Linked DNA regions of Mus musculus: regions 1, 2 and 3 are each linked to region 4. The links are chromatin contacts, called in public Hi-C and HiChIP or PLAC-seq maps. All regions are on one chromosome and are shown on one strand. Each heading gives the region's core, a stretch centred on a gene start, on an enhancer-like site or on the middle of the called end of the contact. The rest is flanking DNA. Distances are from core to core; before and after follow the strand shown.

Region 1 (2,700 bases), core at 146-2,645, 520 kb before region 4:
CCCAAGAGTTTCAACTCCATGAAAATATCCATCTATGAGTGAGTGGATCTACACAATGTAGCATGGACATACCTATTTTGGGAGAAGTGGGCACTTCTCATCACAGGCTACAGCTCAGATGAACCCTGAGATAAGCCCAATGGTCAAAATATAAGTGCTTCTATTTTGTGAGGTAATTTAAAGTAGACACAGGAAATAGAGGAGTGGCTACAAGGATGGGGGAGGAGAGAGAGGGGAAATTGTGCATTGGGTGTAGATTTTTTGCTTTTTGGAAGAAAAGCAAAGCTCTGTGCATCCAATAGCATCAACATAGTCAACGCCACTAAAGCGGAAACCTTGAAAAGTTTAGGTAGTAAATTTATATGTCATTTTTTTATGCCTCCCCAAACTGTGAACTTAGTGATATGAAGTTTCTTATAAATATTTTAGTGGGATTTCTTTAAAAAATATATTTACCCTTCATATTTCCAATTGTGCAATATAAAGGAAGAACGATGCTTTCTATTAAACACATAAATCAACAGGATGTGAGTTGGGCAGTACAGACGCAACATCTACAACGCGAAAATCTGAAATCCCAACTGTTCTGCTTCCCATTATTTAAATGCCGTCATAATGCCTCAAGTGAAATGTGGGGCTGCCAAAGGCAGCCTGCTTTGGTTGAATGAGGGTTGCTCCAGTGACCCAGTAGGAAATTTCACAAGGGACTGAACAATGAGCCACGTTCCAGAGACAGGTGCCTAATACCACAGAGTCCCCAAACCCATAATTCTGTGACTATAAGTCACACAGACAATGTTCCAAGCTTTTGGCATTCTGGCTAGACTCACCCCCACAGTTACCTGACTATAGCCAGGTGTGCTCCTAGCAACAGCAAGGTAGCTCAGCCCACTTTAAAAGGGGCTGCTTGGCCCCTCCTTACTCTCTTTAAGCTCTCACCTTTCTTACTCTCATCTCTAGTCCCCCTTCTCTCTCTCCCTTCCCCCTCTCTCCACTTGGCTATGGCCGGTCTCCCTCTTTCTACCTTCCCTCTTTCTCTCTGCCTTTCTACAATAAAGCTCTAAAACCAGAGACTGTCTCTGTTCATCAAGGCCCACCGTGCTTGAAAGATGAGATAGGCTTTCCCCTAACGAGCTGTGTCTTAACCTGCTGGAAGGCCTTCCTGTGCTCCAGCCGTGGCAACTACCCAGCATCCCCTGTCTCCCTGCCCTCTCTTCCCTTCTGCCCCAGGGCTGACAGAGCCACCCGTCCCCCAGGGTCCCCATTTTGTTCTCAGCTCTTCCCCGGTGTCTAGCAGTGTCTGGGGTGCCCGAGACTGAGAACCTGTTATCTCTGGCCTCCCTGAGGCTCAGAGACCTCGGACTGCCCCTTGTTCACCCACATGGGCTGGGTCCATAGCTTCCCACAGACACCCACCCGGGGCCATGTGGAAAGAATGTGGCAGTCCTCTTGCATCCACCTGCCCAGAGTACCAGAACTCTGGTGGGACTTCGGTTTTCTCCCACTCCCTTTATTCCCCCATGCCCACTGCCCCACAGTGAAACGCTTTACACCTGCCAGTATGACGCAACCTTTCATAAACAACAAAACTATTTGAAAACATTAGGTATGATCAGGGTCAGGCCATGCATTTGAAACACAAATGAATTTGTTCTTAGAGTTGAATACTGCCCCTAAAGTTGTTCATTATGGATATGCCAGTGTTACAAGTCCTGAGCCTGAAACACTTCCCGCCCTAAGTACTTCAGATAAAAAATGCTCTACCTGCGTACATTAGCTTGTACGAATGTTCATTAAATATGGCTTTGTTTTCTCCTCTCCTCCTCTCCTTCTCTTCCTCCCTTTCTTCCTTTGCTATCCCTTTCAGTCCTCTAGTTCCTCTGTGTCCTCTTCTCCTTGCCCTGACTCAGCTGCCACTCACTGAAAGCATGCCTACCTTCCTCTCCTCTTCCCTTAACTTCCACGATGGCAACACAGACATACGTCCTTAAAAAAGGCTACCTTTAGTCTACTTGTCCTCAATCCAAACATCAGCTCTTCCCACATGTGATTGAACAATCAGTTCAACCCTGCATTATAGATGATATTGTCTTATACTTTTGCTCAGTTTTAATGCCACAATTTTGTTATTGACAAGATTTTTCAATTCTTGGTATTTTCCTTATGTATCAGACATTTTCTGATACAAAAGAAATAGTTCCTGTGTATAGTTATGTCTTTAGGAATCTCTTCTTTTTCCAATATTCAAAACAACATCCTTGGACCATCATTGACATAAGGCATGACCTGAGACTGACCTCTGGGTTTCCATTCTAGTCTATTGCACTGTCTCTGTCTTCATCTTCACTAAAGCATGTAACAACTAATCTAAGAGGTTATTGTTCTTAGGAAACTGTTTTTCTGCCTACTTCTGAGTTATGTTGTCCACTTTTGATAAGTTACAGTTGTCCTATACTGTTTGAACACATGAACATTTATGTTTGTACCCTTATTGGAATTCTTAGTGCTTCCCAAATCTAGGGATTTGTGATTTTAATCATTTCTGAATATTTTACTTCAAATATTTATTTTCTTACATTTATTTCCCTTTCGAACATCCCTCTCTTTTCCATGTTGTAAAACCTTCCCTTCTCTGAACAATTTCTTGTGTTCATCTCTTTCATTTACATTCAGTTATTGTTAAGCCCTTAACTGTGTTTT
Region 2 (2,700 bases), core at 175-2,674, 590 kb after region 4:
TAGCTGTGCCAAGTCCTCTACTGCACCCAGCTGTAACAAGGACTGGGAAGGCAAATGCAGCCAGCCTTCCACATCTGTGAGTTCAACCAAACGTGGGTGGAAAAACAATTTTTTTTAAAAAATGTGCATCTGTAGACTTCTTTCTTTTCATTATTCTGAAAGAGTACACTATAACATCGGTTTGCACCGCATTTACATCACACCAAGCATTTAATTATAAGAAATCTGGAGATTATTTTAATTAAAAGGGATATTTGCAGGGTATATGCAAATTCTAGACCACCTGATATAAAACAGCTGCATGTCCTCTGATTTTGGTGTGTTTGAGATGGAGATGGAGAACACCTTGGTACCAATTCTGGGAGCCAAAGGAGGACTGTGGAGCTCTTCCTCTGGACATTCCCCGAAGTGTAAGTCTCAGCAGAGGATTGCTTGATAACCCACAGTGGCATTCAGGGAGCCTGAACCCAGAAGGTCCTGGGTACTTACCACCTTCACCTTAGCTCCTACTCGAAGCATCTGGAAATAGGGACAGCATCCTCTCTTGTCTGAGTATATCACTCACGTGGCATCTAGTTGGCATGTACATTCAGTGTGTAGGTTGGTTGAGGAAGGGTGGGATTGCACATGTGTTTCTCTGAAAATATATAAAGGGTTTGTCAGGAAAAGGTCGCGTCTTACTCAGAAGGTATGTAATATTGTCAGGGCAGCGGAAATTTATTTCAATGGGTTTGGAGGGTTGAAGCTCATTATGGTTCTGTTAGATGTGGTCGTTTCTGAGGCTCCCCTCTGTTGTCTTACAGATGGCCACCTCCTCTTTGTGTCTCACATGGTCCCTTTTCTGTAGTGTATGCGTGCGTTTGTATGTGTGTGTATGTGTAGTGTAGGTCCATCTACACTTCCTGACTACCAGAATCAGTCAGATCAGACATGGACCCACTCATAGGACCCCACTCAACCTTTGTTCTCTTAGGTCCTGTTTCTAAGTCACATTCGGGAGATAGTAGGAGCTTCAGCATATGAGGTTTAAGAGTCTTGGGATCAGTACTGCAAAGGGCCATTCAGATTGTTCTAGTCTGAACTTTTCATTAGCATAGGCCAACAGGTAGCATAGGCCAACAGGCTTTTTTGGTTGTTTGTTTAATAACAGCCTTCTGCCTTTTTTTATTTTTCTGTGTAAGGAGCCCACTCTCTTCAGGAGAGCTGTTGTTACCAGTGGCTTTGCACATGCATATTACATCCCCTAGACTTGCCCCCAGCACACCCGCCTCCTTTCAGAGGAAGGCACAGAGGAAACAAGCAGGTGCTCTTTCCGATGAAACTGTGAGCATCAAGGACATGTGTTGGGCCCTATGTGGCCCTGGTTTGGGCCTTGAGGACAAACCCGAGCCTGGCTCAGTCACTTCCGTACTGGAGTGACTCAGCACGACCTGCTTGAGCCTGCCTTTGCCTAGCTACTGCTGACAGAATAACTTTGTTGGCTTTGTCAGTCACCCCACACCCTTCATCACCATTCCCCTCCCCCTACATCATCTCACCTCAGCAAAAAACCCCACCTCCTCTCTCAGCCCTTTATAAACAAAAGATTGATACAATTAAACAAAAGCAGGGGGTTCCTGCTTTGACAGACTCCGGGCTGGCTGTTTTAGGGTGGTGGTTCTCCAGAAGGCAGGAGATCCGGCTGCGACATTCACCATCTTGCTTCAGCCCCTGGCTGGACTGGGCTCTCTCCTCTCAGCCTGCCGGCAGACATGTGAGCCAGGCCAGGGCCTCTCAAGGACATGATAAGGGAGCCAGTGCAGTGATAGTGTATTTTGTTGATAGGGTTCAAGTTGGAGGGGAAAACCCTGACAGAATGAAGCCCAGATTTCTCAGGCATGGATTTCCTGTACTCTTAGGGGCTGAATTGGTATTCTGTCTAAAGTGTGTATGTTCTCTTAATCTACAACCATTTCCCTTCCGGTAAAAATGAAATATGCAAAGACCCACACTGGAGGGCCCTGGACTTGGGTAGCTTGCCCTTTTGACATTTTAAAAAAAGATTTATTTATTATTATTGTATGTATATGAGTACACTGTAGCTGTACAGATGGTTGTGAACCTTCATGTGGTTGATGGGAATTGAATTTTAGGACCTCTGCTCTCTTTGGTCCGCTTGCTCGCTCAGTCCCTGCTCGATCTACCCTAAAGATTTATATATTGTATGTAAACACACTGTAGCTGTCTTCAGACGTACCAGAAGGGGGCGTCAGATCTCAATATGGATGGTTGTGAGCCACCATGTGGTTGCTAGGATTTGAACTCAGGACTTTTGGAAGAGCAGTCAGTGCTCTTATCTGCTGAGCCATCTCACCAGCTCCCTTCTGACTCTTTTTAAATACCTCATAACACCATTCCCTGCCCACTGTGGCTCAGTGTCCTTAACTGACGCAGAATGTATGACTGCAGAGATAGTCCTTGCCATGAGGCCTGATGACCTGAGTTAACATCCACGAAACCCACCAAAAAGTGGAAGGAGAGAATTAATTCCTGTTCACAGACAGATAGACAGACAGACACTCACACACACACACTACATTTTAAAAATGGGTGCATTTGAGACTACATTTAAATATTCTATTTTGGCTCTCTTAAAGAAATAGCAAATATGATTATACAATGGACAAGATTATGTTCCTAACATTGCAGAAAATGATCGCA
Region 3 (2,700 bases), core at 110-2,609, 580 kb before region 4:
GGCTTCATATGGTCTGTGAGTTGAATCTTGGGTATTCTGAACTTAAGGACTTTTTAATTTAGGTTAAATCAAACTTTTATTTTCAGCTTCACAGGGTTTTTCATACAACTTAAGACACAGCGGTGCTCAACCTTCCCAATGCTGAGACCCTTTAATACAGTTCCTTGAGTTGCTATTCTCAACTATAAAATTATTTTTGTTGCTACTTCTACTTTGTATTTGCCACTGTTATGAATTGTAATGTAATTACCTGTGTTTTCCAATGGTCTTAAGCGATTTCTGTGAAAGGGCTGTTCAATGGCCCCCACCCGCAAAATGAATGGTCACCATGGGTTGAGAACCACTGGCCTAAGGTATCCTTAATACTTCATGAATACCTCAGAAAGAACAAATTGCAATAGTGTCTTCAGCTTTTAGCTAAGGCAAAAATAAGGGTGAGTCTGTTTCTCAGTGGTACAGTGTGCTGGATACAGCAACACCTTCAAAATGTTTTATATTCTGTGCATTATTGGCTGGGATCATCTGTTGTGCTATAGAGCATCAGAAATTGATCCTCTCCAGCTGTGCCTTGCCTTCCATGATTTGCCTTCTTAGCATCCTCTATATCTTGGAGACTTTCTGCCCTTATAGTGGCTTCTGTCCCACTCTCTGATTTTGTGGTCAACTATGGTAGCTTCCACAGATGAATGAGAAGAAATGACTGTGGTCATCCATGAGTAAATAATTTCACATACATAAAGAAAACTAAGGGTTCCCGGTAAATTAAAGTGGTGATATGTAAGGGGAAGAATACTAGTTAAACTTATTACTAAACATTATTTCCATTTAATGAAAGCCAGATCCAAAAAGCCAGTACAAGTATTATACTTCTAAGACTCAAACACGAAAAGACCCCACCAGTTGAATTAGAAGCTGTAGAACTCCCAGAAGTAAATAAGAAGTCAAAGTAGATATTGTAGGAGGCAGTTAAACACCAAAGATTGCTCTTGCTGCCCCCAAGGGTCTCAGCAGAGCTAAGAAGAACTGAACTTCTACATTGGTGGCTGGAGGGCAAAGAGGACACATAAGAAGGTCTTTGGCCTTCAATGATCAGGATTCTAGCTGGAGACCTCCATAGAGCCAGGCCCCAAGGTGCAAGGCAGCTCACCTCAGAAATAAACCAACTGTCCAGAAGACAGAGTGAGGAAAATCACACTCTTAGATGTAAAAGCTGCCAAGAGAATAATAAAAGCTCTCTTAGAATTCACAGCCAGAAGGCAGCCTTCAAATGGGTTTATGACCTGCATTAATTAATACCACCTGTGTGGTCTGTGCTCTCCGGTTTGAACTTCACTTCAGAGTCATTTTGGTTTGGGCAAGAGCCAATTACCAGAAGCAAAAGGAACTGCCGTATGGAGGAATAGGCAGGCTCTGTAAGGTTTAAGCAGCTCTAAGAAGTGACTCGTTTACACCCTCCAAATCACAAAACACACAAGGAAATGTCCGTGCGAACGGAGCAACAGGAACAGGAAAAGAAGAGCGAGGAGATGGGCCAATGGGTAAAGCAGTGACCCCCAGCACCTACATAATAAGCTGGTCGTATGGGACTGGCATCTGTAACCCTAGCACTGGGCTAGTAGGTGGCAGGTAGACTCAAGAAGATCCCAGGGGCTCCCTGACTGGCTAGGCAGTCTAGTGTAAAAGGCAATCCTCAGGCTCAGAGAGAGATCATGAGTCAGAAAACTAGAGGGAGAACCATCAAGGAAGACATTCCAAACCAACCTCCGGCCTCCACATGCACGCGTGTGGGGTAATTGCACCCCAACACATGCATGCATCTGTGCATACACCACCCTCACAAAAAGAAAGAAAAAATGAAAGTGTGTCTGGCAAAGTGCTCAAATAACAAATATTGAAGAACTGGGACAAATTTACTTAATGGGATGAAAGGAATGGTGATGGTTTGAAGGAGGTGCCCTGCCCCCTTAAGTCTTAGGCATTCGAATACTTGGTCCTCAGTTGGTGTCTGCTTGGAGAGGACTAGGAAGTGTGGGCTTGCTGGAGGAGGCATGCCACTGGGGCATGCTTTGTGGTTTCAAAAGACTACTGCCATTTTGAGTGAGTTCTTCCTTGGCGTGCTGTTTATTGTTTGAAATATGAGCTCTCAGCAGATGTAGCCGCTGCCTGCAACCTACTATCTCCTCTCAGCCATCATGAACTCTGGAACCATTGTGGTGTTTTATAAAAAAAATAAAAAAGAAGACGGGTATGTTTGGTGGATGTGCAGTATGGTGTGGGGGAAGGGGGTTTCTCTGAAGGCCCATACTCAGGCATCTCTTCCCCCTGAGGTACCAGCCACACAATGGGTGTAGTATAGAATAGAGTTTGTTTACGGCATGGGGAAGGGAGTTGAGGGAGTAGAGAAAGAGACAGGCAGAGAGAGAGAGAGAGACACAGAGAGAGAGAGAGGCCATGAGCATGTGTGTTGGGGGAGCAAGGGATAGAGAGGGAAGAGGGTAAAAGGAGAGCAAGAGAGTGAAGGGGCCAGCAGCCCCTTTCATAGTGAGTTAGGCACATCTGTGAGGTAGAGCCTAGACTAAATGCCAACAACCATAGCCCCAAATAAAATCTTCCTTCTCTAAGTTTCCTTGGTCATGGTATCTTTCCACAACAATAGAAAAGTAATTTGTACAGAATCTAAACGGAACTTTGCAGAGGTGA
Region 4 (2,700 bases), core at 174-2,673:
CTCCATGCTTATAGCTTAAAAGAAGTATTTGTACGGACAAGATGAAGAGATACAACTTTAAAGGCCAAGGCCAAGGAAATGCTGAGGAGCGAAAAGGCTTGGGTCACGAGGGAGAGGGTTTCAATAGCAGCAGCCTGTGCCAGTCAGTAGCATCCAGGATGTTAACCGACTGAGGAGTAAGAGGTGAGGAAAACAGACTCTAGCTTTGGAGCTCCCTCGTTTGACTTTAGTTATCGTCACTTTACATCTTCGTAATCCATTGGCTTCATTTTTAACGAAGCTCTCTTTGCTTCGCCACCAAAGAAATGGAAAATGCTTGCTACCAGAGAAAGTCCTAAAATGGTCGGTCAGCTTTGGTTATCCTCAAAGAGATACAAATCCATCAATCAAGGTCATCCTCTCTACTCGCAACACTCAAAGCCTTCTCGTCCTGGAGGATGCTTCTTTCAGCATCTTGGAAGGTTTAGAAGACATAGGGAGGTCCACAAAGGTCCAGCTTTGTAGGGACACATGTCAAGTTGTCATTACCAGCTGCAGTGGGCTCTGCCCTCTGAGATATGGGATCATAGTGTCCATTCCACAGATCCGGGAGTAGAGAAGGTAAGAGGATAAGGTTTAAGGGGCCCTGCAAATGTCAGGGCAGAACTTTGAAACAGCCAGAGTCCCTGTTGACCGTGGGCGACTGAGCCTGACAGCCCAGCCCAGCCCAGCCCTGGGAACCGGGTACAGTGAAAACACGGAGAGTGGCTTGGTCAATGAAAAATTATCCTCATGGTGGAATGAAGGCTTTGGACCCTGCATCTAGTGCACCCTGCTAACTTGGTCCTGGCCCCAGACACCGCGGTCCTCGAGGGTCCTCAGCTGTAACCCTCAGGCTTTTTCCTTGAAACGATCACTTTGGCCTTCCTGATCTGAAATCTCACCCCTTGGCTGTGGAGCTGACTTAAGTAAGGCCAGTCTGGGGAATTACACAAAATAGGATCGAGTCCAGGTGGGTTTATCAGAGGCGAGAGCTCCGGAAGGAATTCAGAGTTTAATTAACTCGTGCCCTCTGTACACGCCCCCAAAGGAAAGGGAACCCTAATAGGGACCCCATCAAAGTGTTTGATCAGAGGAAATTGGGTTCGCCTTTTCCTCTCCTTCACCTTTCCTATCTGGCAATCAATCCATCTGGATTATTGGCTGAACCTGGGCAACAGCATTAAAAAGGGCACAGAATCGGAGGCGGGGCGGGGCGGAGACTGGCGGGCCTGCAGACCGCAGCCCGGCCGGTGCTGCCTCGCGGGAGGGATCGCGGCCCCGCACTGTGCGCGTGGGCGCGCAGAGCCGCCTGGATCCCCTGCGTCCGCGCTCCGGGATTTCGCTGGCGCCGGCGCGACGGCCGGGGGCGGGTGCTCTGCAGCGGCCGGGACTGGAGCGCGCACTCCGCCTGCAGCCGAGCAGCGGCCCGGGAGCCGCCACCACCTTGCAAGCCCCGCGCCGCCTGCGCTGACCTGGACCGCGCGGCCGCAGCGCTACGGGCCCGGCTGCGGACGCTCCCGGGGCTGCGCACGCGGGAGCGCGCCTGACGCGGAGGACCGCAGCTCTCAACGCCACCGCCGAGGACCGCGCGGCCGCCTCTCGCGCGTGGGGTGAGTGGCGAGGGGCGCCGCGGCTCGGGCCGCGTTGTCACGGCGCGGGGTGGGACGTCCGGCGGTTTGGGAGCGCGGGGACCGCACGAGAAGAGCTGCTGGGCTGTGGCTGCCTAGAGGCTGGGCACACGGCCCCCTCGTGCTGCGTGGCAGCCAGGTTCCCCCTGCGCCGAGGCCAGCTGCATGGCCCGGAGCCCGGCCACGCGAGATCGGGGAGGCGAGGGTGAGTGGCTGAGGATCGCCTGTCACCTACTGGCGTCGGCGGGGAGACTAGGCGCCTAGCGTGCCCGGGAAGGGCTGCCTGCCCTGGAGAGGCAGCCGCAGCCTGCCCTCGGTGGAGACCCCTGCTCTGCACGCAGCTCGCCCGTGGGAGAGGAGGGGAGCCGCGACGTCCTCCCTTCTGGCAGAAAAAGTTGAAGAAACTAGGTCTGTTAATAATTAGCAGGAGCGGGACTCGGGATGCAGCAGAAAGCTGTTGAGTTTTCATTGCCCTCTAAGAAAAACAAACGGCATCGCCAACGACTATTGGCAGGGCCGTGTTATTTTTGGGACTTTGGGAAAATTGTCCACAGATTGCGTTCGGGAGACTGAAGACGGGGGGTGTACCCGGGAGGTCGTGGGGACGGCTGGCACAGCTTTGAGTCCCAGCCCGCCCCTGTAGGACTCAGAGTCTTAAGCCTGACGCACTTGGTTCCTGGTTTTAAAACGTGTCAGAGGCAGAACTGCAGCCAGGATCAAGGAGAAGAACGCACCGCGAACCGGCCTAAAAGGAGCATGTGTAAAAATCGCTGGCGGAGCCCAAGTGCACTTGTGCTGTTTAAAAAAAAAAAAAAAAAAAAAAAAAAAAAAAAAAAAAAAAAAAAAAAAAAAGAATGTTGCATTTGTGGCTTTTAGGGTAGGTTTTATGAATGACAAATTATACTTGATGAAATTGTATCTCCTATCTGTCCCTGAACAGTTCTGTCTGCCGCCTGGTTTTAATCAGCGCTTTGGGAAGGCAGTGTCTGCGCTGATGTTATATAATTGACATGGTTCGCCATCAGATATTTTTAATGTACTTTCGGACGAA

What was found. Hi-C and Micro-C count contacts between places; a contact is called where the count stands out from the background. HiChIP or PLAC-seq counts read pairs in DNA pulled down with a chosen protein or histone mark.
Region 1: a contact with region 4 is called in an H3K4me3 HiChIP or PLAC-seq map of the SCID.adh cell line, with 8 read pairs. The contact joins the enhancer-like site here to the promoter of Prickle1 in region 4. A contact is called at or near these places in 8 of 39 promoter capture datasets (the 3T3-L1 cell line, 3T3-L1-derived adipocytes, HPC-7-derived erythroid cells and 4 more), 2 of 484 Hi-C or Micro-C datasets (embryonic fibroblasts and nephron progenitors) and 9 of 115 datasets of contacts at active chromatin or transcription factors (the SCID.adh cell line, T-cell acute lymphoblastic leukemia, astrocytes and 6 more).
Region 2: a contact with region 4 is called in a Hi-C map of embryonic stem cells, with 2.8 times the contacts expected there. The contact joins the enhancer-like site here to the promoter of Prickle1 in region 4. A contact is called at or near these places in 1 of 39 promoter capture datasets (pre-B cells) and 1 of 484 Hi-C or Micro-C datasets (embryonic stem cells).
Region 3: an H3K4me3 HiChIP or PLAC-seq map of the SCID.adh cell line shows a contact between it and region 4, with 11 read pairs. The contact joins the enhancer-like site here to the promoter of Prickle1 in region 4. A contact is called at or near these places in 13 of 39 promoter capture datasets (3T3-L1-derived adipocytes, the HPC-7 cell line, the SN4741 cell line and 10 more), 1 of 15 datasets of contacts at CTCF or cohesin (the NIH/3T3 cell line), 1 of 484 Hi-C or Micro-C datasets (uterus) and 15 of 115 datasets of contacts at active chromatin or transcription factors (the SCID.adh cell line, cardiomyocytes, craniofacial prominence and 11 more).

What each region holds. Positions count from the first base shown.
Region 1 is chr15:94,114,341-94,117,040 of GRCm38.p6, reverse strand. No RefSeq gene overlaps it. Among named protein-coding and RNA genes, the nearest start is that of Gm30665, 7.6 kb to the right of the region's middle. Within about 2 kb of position 1,395, at least 2 of the 459 cell types and tissues checked have an H3K27ac peak or open chromatin away from gene starts, as enhancers often do. A contact at or near this core is called in the SCID.adh cell line, where this site is marked.
Region 2 is chr15:93,004,890-93,007,589 of GRCm38.p6, reverse strand. It overlaps Gm30085 (a long non-coding RNA gene), which reads right to left. Exons shown (of 6, transcript XR_384349.4): 3 at 490-637. Among named protein-coding and RNA genes, the nearest start is that of Gm30085, 4.7 kb to the right of the region's middle. Within about 2 kb of position 1,424, at least 62 of the 459 cell types and tissues checked have an H3K27ac peak or open chromatin away from gene starts, as enhancers often do. A contact at or near this core is called in embryonic stem cells, where this site is marked.
Region 3 is chr15:94,172,915-94,175,614 of GRCm38.p6, reverse strand. No RefSeq gene overlaps it. Among named protein-coding and RNA genes, the nearest start is that of Gm41388, 36 kb to the right of the region's middle. Within about 2 kb of position 1,359, at least 8 of the 459 cell types and tissues checked have an H3K27ac peak or open chromatin away from gene starts, as enhancers often do. A contact at or near this core is called in the SCID.adh cell line and embryonic limb bud, where this site is marked.
Region 4 is chr15:93,594,625-93,597,324 of GRCm38.p6, reverse strand. It overlaps Prickle1 (prickle planar cell polarity protein 1), which reads left to right and starts at 1,423. Exons shown (of 8, transcript NM_001033217.5): 1 at 1,423-1,631.